Linked DNA regions of Mus musculus: all the other regions are linked to region 2. The links are chromatin contacts, called in public promoter capture Hi-C maps. All regions are on one chromosome and are shown on one strand. The core of a region is the stretch at or near the end of the contact, and the rest is flanking DNA. Distances in the headings are between cores, read along the strand shown. Region 1 overlaps Vps41 (VPS41 HOPS complex subunit). Region 2 holds the start of Cdk13 (cyclin-dependent kinase 13). Region 3 overlaps Vps41 (VPS41 HOPS complex subunit).

Region 1 (3,017 bases), core at 361-2,860, 980 kb after region 2:
AGTTTTTGTGGCAGGTTGTTAGAACTGCTGTGGCGAATATCATTGTCAAAGAAAACTCTCTGTGGTGACCTTTAATTTTTATGATCTTTATCTCAACCTTGATCTTTATAGAAGTCAATACTCTAGGCTATCATTGACTGGATTCCCTTTATAGATTAGTATAATCTTCAGTGACCAGTAACCAAATAAATACAGAATATGGAGAAGAGAAGTGGAACTGCTGTGTTAATTCAGTAGTGTACCTTGTGAGTGCGCAGCTTAGGACATGACATGACTGAAGTGAAGCATTGTCCATAGTTTTCCAGAAGACTGTAGGACTGCCACTGACACCGTTGAGACATCACCTATGAGGGTACGGGATTTCCGGTCTTCCTGTGTGCTCAGCTAAGCTTACTGTTAATGATCATGCACGTGGTGTGGTGGTGGTGTCATCTTGTTTTTAAGAAAGGGTCTCATTTGTAGCTCAGGCTGGCCTGGAACTTGAGATTCTCCTGCCTCAGCCTTCCAAGTACTAGCGTTACAGGTGTGTGGCCAGCTTTACCTGAGGTCTCAGCTTGCTCCTCCCTCAGTGGTGTCTCTTTCAGTGTTCTTTAACATAAGAAGGCACTTAACTTCTGAGGATTGTCGGGGACAACCCTGAAGGCCAGTGCCTGTTTCGTAGGAGCTTGCTTGGCTTTGTGTTTGTCACATCTAGGCTTCAGTAAGTAAGTAGGCTTCCGTAAGCATGCGGCGCTGGTCTTCAGGAGGTCATTCATGGCTCACCCAACTTCTAAATGGTACTTATCTCTATTCTGATGAATACCCTGTTTCCTTTATTTCTCCTCTCATGAAAGCTCTCTTAATTCAGGCACAGATTTTTTTCCTCCACAGTTTGACAACCAGCTTTCCAATGTTGTTATACTATTTTGCTCTTTTTGGCGTTCATGTGAAAACATGCTTGCCTTATTTGCGTATTTTCTATTGTCTGGCATGATGTTTTCCTACAGGAGCTTTGGTACACTTGGATTCTGGTCACATCGATTGATTTTGATGATCATAGGCAGGTCTTTAGGTTATCAGCAGAATCATCCTTTGAACAAGCACATTGGTGTGGACTTTAGCATCCTTAGCAGCAGGATAGAGCAAGATTTTCAACCCACATTGGGTATTATCTGTTGTGACCATTACAGATATCACTTCAACCCACCAGAAAGAGATGTAGTTTGTCTAAGGTGAGCCGACTGTTAGTCCTCAGGGATCTAACTGCTTATCATCAGAGGTGAGGCCTGTTATGGGGTTAGAGTTGTTAATGAGTTGTAGTAGTGTCTGACCCGAGACTGTGTTGTAAAGATGTTGTGCTGGGAAGAAAGTAGATGGAATTGGGAGCTAGTTGTGTAGGCATTAACACTGAGCACATCACTATGGGCCCATGCTGATTTCCTCCATTACCAGTCAGTGATACAGGGCCTGCCTTACTGTGTGGAAATTGCTTGTCTCCATCGATCCTCCCATCGTCCAGTAAAGGCCTGACTGAGTGCAGTGTTTGCTGAGTGCAGTGTTTGCTGAGTGCAGTGTTTGCTGAGTGCAGTGCTTGACTGTTCTGCTTCAGAAACATCAGTTTCAGGAATTTATAAAAAGGAAGAGATTTCATACCCTCCCAGCAGTGAGAGCCACAGCAGCTGTGGCGTGTGCTGGCCATGCCTGGGATCCATTTAGAAAGAATTCCACATTATGTCATGCTCGAATAGTTCTAGACAGTTAGCAGAAAGAACAGCAAAGATTTGCTTATTTGAGTCAAGGTCTGTGAATGTAGCCACAGACTGGCCTCAAATGAACAATTCTCCTATTTCATCCTCCTGCTTGTTGGATTATAAGCATAGGTGTATTGACCATACCTGGCTGAAAGGTTTTATTTTCTAATGGGTGAATTTGTCTATTGAGAGAATTCTCTGCTTGAAGCTTGGGTGAACGAATCATTCATTCACAACTTATGAACATTAAAACAAGAAAAACATTGAGTTCACATAGTCTTTTTTTGAGTACAAAAAATGAGTTTGTTATTTAAAATATTACACAGAAGTCTCATTAGCCTGTGTTGATGTAATAAAATGCTATTAGACTGGGCAGTTTTTTAACAAGGGAACATTATTTCTGACAACTGTGAACATGAGGATCCTGGGTTCAGTGTTTGGGGAGGAATGTCCTCCCTGCTCCCAGAGGACACTGCCACAGTCCTCCCTGGTTTGAAGGATGCATTTGTCTCCTTAGTGTCTGAAAGCAGGAAGACAAATGTGCCTACTTAGCTTTCTTTATTCCCTTTATACTGGTACTGGTGTATCATTCTTGAGGGAACATCCTGCAGGAGGCCATCCCCCATAATACCATTACTTTGGACATTGGATTTCAACAGGAAAATCTGAGGGAGACAGACATTCAGACCAAGAGCATATATGCACATGGCCTCAGGGTGAATTTCTACATAAGTAAAGAAGTTCTAGAGACCAGAAAGAACGTAAACCCATCTCAAGTGCTGGAGTCATCAATAAGGGTCCTAACACCACCTTTAGTTCTGTTTCTGTGGTAACTCTTACACTTGCCATACTCTCCTGGTAAGACTAGGAATTAATTAGAACCAAACTGTTGGGGCTGGAGAGTCAGCTTAGTGGTTAAGCGCTGTTGCTCTTGCAGAGGATTGGGTTTACCGCCTAGTAACTCTGTAACTCTAGCTCCCAGCAGATCTGATAACCTGTCTTCTGGCTTTTTCCGGCATCAGGCAACAACCATGTGATGCATGTACATACATTCAACCAAAACACTCATAAACATTTTTTAAAAATCATAAATAAATGAAACAAGTCTATTAAATATTTTTGTCCATTAATATGAACATAATTCTAGCCTGTGAGTTAATATTCCCACCCCTTGTTATATGGGCCTCACACATGTGTGTAAGTTAATCAGGAGATTAGGAAAGGATGTCTGCAGAAGCACTGCAAACAAAGTTCTGATCTGGTGCCAAAGCAACTGGCTGTCAGTGG
Region 2 (3,018 bases), core at 320-2,819:
CTGTGGCGGCTGTAGCTGGGCGAGCGGCGCCGGCTATAGGGGCTCGGGGAGCGCGGCAGCCGCCGGGAATAAGGACTGCTGCCACCTCCCGCCGGACTGGGGGACTTGCGGCTCCGAAGGCTCTGCGAGGCCCTGTGGGACACCGGGCTTTCGTCCCGGCCTCCCAGCGGGCTCAGGGACCGCTGCCGCCGCCTGTAGGCCTTCGGCTCGCTCTTGTCCTCCCGGTAGGCCTTGGGCGGCTCCTTGTAGGCCGAGGGCGGTTCCTTGGACGACTTAGTCCGGCTGCGGTGGGCCTTGAGGTCCCGGTCCTTGCGGCTGCTACTGCTGCTGGACGTAGCCGACGCGCTCTTGCGGCGGCCGCCGCTGCTGCTGCTGCTGCCGCTCTTGGCGGCCTCCGCCCGCTCCTCGCCGCTGTGTCCGTGGCGGCTGCGGGCCTTTGAGGCCTCGCTGCCGCTGCGCGTCCCGTCCCGCCGCCGGTGCTCGCGGTGGCGCTCCTTGCTGCGGCCGCTGCTGCTGCGGCGGTCCCGGCGCGGCCTGCGCTCCGACCCCTCCGCGCGCCTCTGCGTGCCGGAGGAGGAGGCCGGACTCCCGCCGTTGCCCCCCGTTCCCCCGGCAGCCGTCGCCGCCGTTGCCGCGCTGGCGCCCCCCAGCAGCAGCCCCTGCTCGGACTGGGAGCTCACATCCTCGTACTCCACCAGCGGGGTCACACCCCCGCCGCTACTGGCACCGCCACCGCCGTCCTGCTGCGGCTGGGGCAGCGAGAAGACCCGGCGCTTCTCCGCCTCCTGCCCGGCGCGGGGCCCGCGGCGCCGCTTCTGCCGCCCTCCGGGGCGCCTCTTGCCTCTCGCCAGCCGCTTGACCTCCAGAGGAGGGCCCGGGCTGAAGCAAGAGGAGGAGGCCGCGGCGGCGGCGGCTGCGGCGGCGGCCGCGCCGGGGGCAGCCAGGAAGAGCAGAGGCGGCGGGGGCGGCGGCGGTTGCAGGAGCTGCGGCTGCAGGAGCGGCAACAGCAGCGGCGGCTGCTGAGGGGACAGGAATCGCCTCCGCTTGCGGCGCTCCTCCAACTTCTTCTCGGCCCAGCTCAGGCCCCCGCCTCCCCCCAGCGCCGTGTCCGAGCTACTCGGCATCGCCTAGAGCCCGCCGCAGAGTGCGGCGCGGGTGCGGCCTCCTCCGGGGTCAGACCCTGGCCATGTCCCCCGCCGGGAAGGGGGACGGCAGCCGCGGCGGAGGGGTAGCGAGCAGCAGGGCCGGCCGGGAGTCGCGCCACGATAATCCGGGTCGGGACGCGCGTCCCCGGTTCCAGTCGCGGTGTGTGCGCAGCGGCGTCAGGGCCTGGCGCGGGAGGATCCTATCCTCGGCGGAAAGCCGGCCGTGCCGGGCGGCGGCGGTGGCGGCGGCGGCGGCGGCCTCGGGCTCCGGCGGCGCAACGCGGAAGTGCCACCGCGGGCCGCGCTTCACTCCATCGTCCTGACGTCGGGGGCGAGCTCGCGGGAGGGCAGTGGGCGCGACCACAGCACGCCTCCGTCGCCGGCCGGCCGCGGCGCGTCCACGTCGTCCTGTGGCGGCGGCGGCGACACCCCGCGGCGCTCGGACGGGCCTGGGCCTGGCGCCCCGAGGGCACTGCGCGCAGCTTCCGGAGCGGGGGCGCGGCTCGCTGTCCTCCGCCCCTCCACGCGGGCTCCGCGCGCGCCGCTCGCCCCTCCCTGCCCTCCGCGTTCTCCCTGCGGGACGGCGACGCGACTGGCTGGCCGAGCCCTCGCCGCGCACCACCCACTCGCCGCGTTCCTCAAGACTTTTGCCCCTAAACCCAACGCTAGGTCGGCGGCGCGCACGCTCGTCACGTTCGGGGACGCCGATGGAGAGAGCGAGCGCGGGCGAGGGGAGGTGCTGCGTGCTCGCGCCCGCCGGGACCCTGGCCGTCACCGGAAGTGACGCGAGGAGCCACTCCACTTCCGGCAGGGGTGGGACGGAGGAGCAGGGTTAAAGAAAGGAGAGGAGGCGTGGGCTGCGCTGTGCTGTCGCTGGAGGCCTTCCCTCCGGCGCCACTCATGGCGCTTGTTGCTCGCCTCCAGTGAAAAGGTCACGGCAGGACCCGGGAGAACCTTGACGACTACCTTTTCCCCAGCCACGGGATCGGAACATCTGTGAGAGCAGACTCCCCACAGAGGGCGAATGTGACGTTAGCTTGACTAGACTCACGTACGCCCAAGTTCAAGGACCCATCGTAACCTAAAAATATACTTGGTGTTCATAGCTTCGAGCTTCCGCGACACTGACGTTTCGGAACCTTTAAAAAGCCTTACACAGGGCTGGAGAGGTGGCTCAGAGGTTAAGAACACTCACTGCTCTTCCAGAGGTCCTGAGTTCAATTCCCAGCAACAGTATGGTGGCTCACAACCAGCTGTAATGGGGATCCCTCTTCTGATGTGTCACATACATGAAATAAGTAAATCTCTTTATAAAGCAAAAGCATTAAGTAAATCTGAAAGATGAGTCAAAATATCAAGGAGGACTACTAAAAATCCCAGGAACCTTAAAAACATTTTGTAGTAGTGGAAGCTGCCCTCTTTGTACTTTCACCTGTAATTATATCTAACTAAAGCTATGAGCTGTCAGCTACATAATGCCCTCATCTCTTGCCTTAAGATTGCCCTTCAGTTAGAGGCTAGGTATTCGGGGTAATTAGATTAAAATCTAAAAGGCTTATTGGTCATTAATACTGGAAAGAAGATAAACATTGCTCAGTGGGTACATGTAATTACCCCTTAACAAATTTATTCAGATCATCAGCTGGCTTTTAGTTCTTAAATACTTAGTAATCAAGTTGACCTCAGCATCATCTCACAAACTGATGGAAGCTCAGACTTTGAAGTTTACAAAAGATACTTGCTAGAAGATAGGTTTGAATAGCTACTTCTGACAAAGACAGGCCTGAGTGGAACACCCAGTGGAACCTTCTACACAGAAGGGGGCAAAGCAAAGATACTGGGAAACGAAATTTCAGAAGTATGTTACCTAAAG
Region 3 (2,763 bases), core at 260-2,759, 960 kb after region 2:
AAGTGGCATTCAAGTTATAAGGATCACAGGCTTGTTCTCAGCAATTCTTTGTTTTTATTGGATATTTTCTTTATTTACATTTCAAATCTTATCCCCTTTCCCAGTTTCCCCTCTGAAAACCCCCTCTCCCCTCTCCATCTACCTGCTTCTATGAGGATAGTCACTCACCCACCCACTTCTGCCTCCCTGCCCTGGTACTCCCCTACACTGGGGCATCAAGCCTTCACAGGACCAAGGGACTCTCCTCCCATTGATGACCAACAAGGCTATCTTCTGCTACATATGTGGCTGGAGCCATGGGTTCCTCCATGGGTACTCTTTTGTTGGTTTAGTCCCTGGGAGCTCCGAGAGGTGGGGGTCTGGTTGGTTGATATTGTTGTTCTTCCTATGGGGTTGCAAACCCCTTCAGCTCCTTAATTTCTTTCCTTAAGTCCTCCCCTGGGCCCGCCCCTGCTCAGTCCAGTGGTTGGCCGTGAACATCTGCTTCTGTATTTGTCAGACTCTGGCAGATCCTCTCAGGAGATGGCTATCAGGCTCCTGTCAGCAAGCTCTTCTTGGCATCCACAAAAGTGTCTGGGTTTGGTGACTGTATATGGGATCGATCCCCAGGTGGGGCAGTCTCTGAATGGCCTTTCCTTCAATCTCTGCTCTACACATTGTCTCCATATTTCCTCCCATGAGTATTTTGTTCTGCCTTCTAAGAAGGACTGAAGCATCCATTGGTCTTCCTTCTTCTTGAGCTTCATGTGGTCTGTGAGTTGTATCTTGGGTATTCTGAGCTTTTGGGCTAATACCGACTTTTACACAGTGGAGTACTATTCAGCTATTAAAAACAATGACTTCATGAAATTCTTAGGTAAATGGATGGAACTAGAAAATATCATCTTGAATGAGGTAACCCAGAGCACACATGGGATGGACTCAGCAATTCTTTATTGACAGAGTGCATGCCCGGAAGAAAAGCTTTATTTGTTCCTTATATTGCTTCCTGGCTCACTCTTGACTTCTGTAGCAGGGCCATTTAGTGTTCCTTCTTATCTTAGATGTAGTGTTGCAGGCAACCATTCAAGGTACCATGGTGAGACTAGAATCAGGTTGTCCAAGATCTTCAACTGAGTTGTTAGGACACTTAATATTGTCTCAGAGCAGTAGGATGTGGCTGTGAAGACTGTAGGTGCCGGAGAAGATAAGGTCCAGGTGCTGCCCTGCTCTTCCTGCACCTGCAGCAGAGGGCACCTGCAGCAGAGGGTACCTGCAGGGGGATCTCACGCTGAACAGCATGCCACGTTTTCTTAGTTTAAGAAGGACAAGGCCACGTGCTTTTATCATTGTAGACTGTATTCTTTTCCTTGAAGCAATCTGTGCCCAAATGGTGAATGTCTGTGTAGTGTATGGTTACTTACTGTCTGGTGTTGTGTGCAAGCCAGCCTTCTGCTGCTGTTAATGCTTCAGCCTGATGAGCAAAAGATGCAATTTCACAGGAGGCAGGCAGGTCTAGGGATCAGCAGTACATGACTTCCTTAGAGGCCAATCCCTTCCAGATCCGGTCTTTTCTTTTAAAGGTTGTTAGGATTTAGACCAAGAACATCATCTAATAAGTCCCCTGCAGGCAGAAAGGCCACTCTGTGCCCCAGCTCTGCAGAGGTTGCAGTGTCCTGGCAGTGCACAGCTGTAAAGTCGGAGCCTTTTTTCAGATATGGTCACAAGCTCTTAGTCTTGGATACTGGATAGAGACAGCAGCCTAAGGTTTTAGAGGCCCAGGGAGCCTCTAGCCTTCCAAGGTTACAGTAGTCACATCTAGTCATGTTTCCTTACAGGGGATAGGGAAGGTAGTTAAAAAGTCTTGAGTAGAGGAGATTCTTAAGAAAAACAATACTTAGGATATTTTGGTGCTCAGCAAAAGCCTTTTAAGCATTCTCATGCGTGGTGATAATTTAAGGTCAACAATTAGCTAAGATAGCAATGAGGGCTGGGAATGTAGTCAGTGGTAGAGTCCTCGTTATGATACGAAAACTGAAAATCAAGCAAGCAATCAAGCAGTCAATCAAGCAGTGATCGAATGACATAAAAGGGCAGAGTTATATTCTTTTCAGGCAGGAGAACTTCTGTTCAAAGCTTCTTTTCATTCCTTTCATTTTTACATGACTTTTGGCTTTTCATGTTTTATGAAGGATATTTGTTCAAGCTCAGGTTGTGGACAATTATTTTCTAATCAGGTGATTTGGTTTTTAAGTAGTTAAAATAGGCTGGTCACATACAAATGTCTAATTAAAAATAATATGAGAAAGACTCAAAGATGGCACAAAAGGTGCTGCACAAGTTTGAGGACAGAGTTTTCACCCCAGTATCTGTGGAAAAGCTGGGGATAGCAGTGTGTGCTTGTAACCTCAGCTCTGGCAAGAACGTGGTGCAGATGGACCCTCTGGTTTGCTGGCTGGGTTCAGTGAGAGGCCCTATCTCAAGTAAGGTAGGAGCTAATTGAGGCAGGCATCCAGTGTTTGTGTCTGCCTTCCACAGGCCAAGACAAGCACACATGCACACACCACACACAGCAGCATGCGAAGGAGGCAGAGCACACATCAGATGTTTCCTATTAAGCAGCATTTTTACCTTGACAAGAAGAACTACTTTGGGCTGCTGGGAGGTTTGTATGTAAACAGTGAACTCTATGCATTTTAACCTCTCTGTATTATTGACACTTATTTTTTACGGTTGAGGATGGTCATGGTGACCTATCAAGCCTAGAAGCCACGGGGGGAACAT

Evidence for each region. Promoter capture Hi-C pulls out the DNA fragments that hold promoters and counts their contacts.
Region 1: a promoter capture Hi-C map of second pharyngeal arch cranial neural crest shows a contact between it and region 2, with 2.9 times the contacts expected there. The contact joins the enhancer-like site here to the promoter of Cdk13 in region 2. A contact is called at or near these places in 6 of 39 promoter capture datasets (cranial neural crest, frontonasal cranial neural crest, hippocampal neurons and 3 more) and 1 of 115 datasets of contacts at active chromatin or transcription factors (embryonic forebrain).
Region 3: a promoter capture Hi-C map of pre-B cells shows a contact between it and region 2. The contact joins the enhancer-like site here to the promoter of Cdk13 in region 2. A contact is called at or near these places in 7 of 39 promoter capture datasets (the 3T3-L1 cell line, cranial neural crest, frontonasal cranial neural crest and 4 more).

The regions. Positions count from the first base shown.
Region 1 is chr13:18,787,196-18,790,212 of GRCm38.p6, forward strand. All of the region lies in intron 5 of Vps41 (VPS41 HOPS complex subunit), which reads left to right. Among named protein-coding and RNA genes, the nearest start is that of Vps41, 71 kb to the left of the region's middle. Within about 2 kb of position 1,611, at least 13 of the 459 cell types and tissues checked have an H3K27ac peak or open chromatin away from gene starts, as enhancers often do. A contact at or near this core is called in second pharyngeal arch cranial neural crest, where this site is marked.
Region 2 is chr13:17,803,528-17,806,545 of GRCm38.p6, forward strand. Cdk13 (cyclin-dependent kinase 13) reads right to left here and starts at 1,570. Exons shown (of 14, transcript NM_027118.1): 1 at 1-1,570. The coding sequence starts at 1,124.
Region 3 is chr13:18,762,647-18,765,409 of GRCm38.p6, forward strand. The region is part of intron 4 of Vps41 (VPS41 HOPS complex subunit); the gene reads left to right. Among named protein-coding and RNA genes, the nearest start is that of Vps41, 47 kb to the left of the region's middle. Within about 2 kb of position 1,510, at least 3 of the 459 cell types and tissues checked have an H3K27ac peak or open chromatin away from gene starts, as enhancers often do.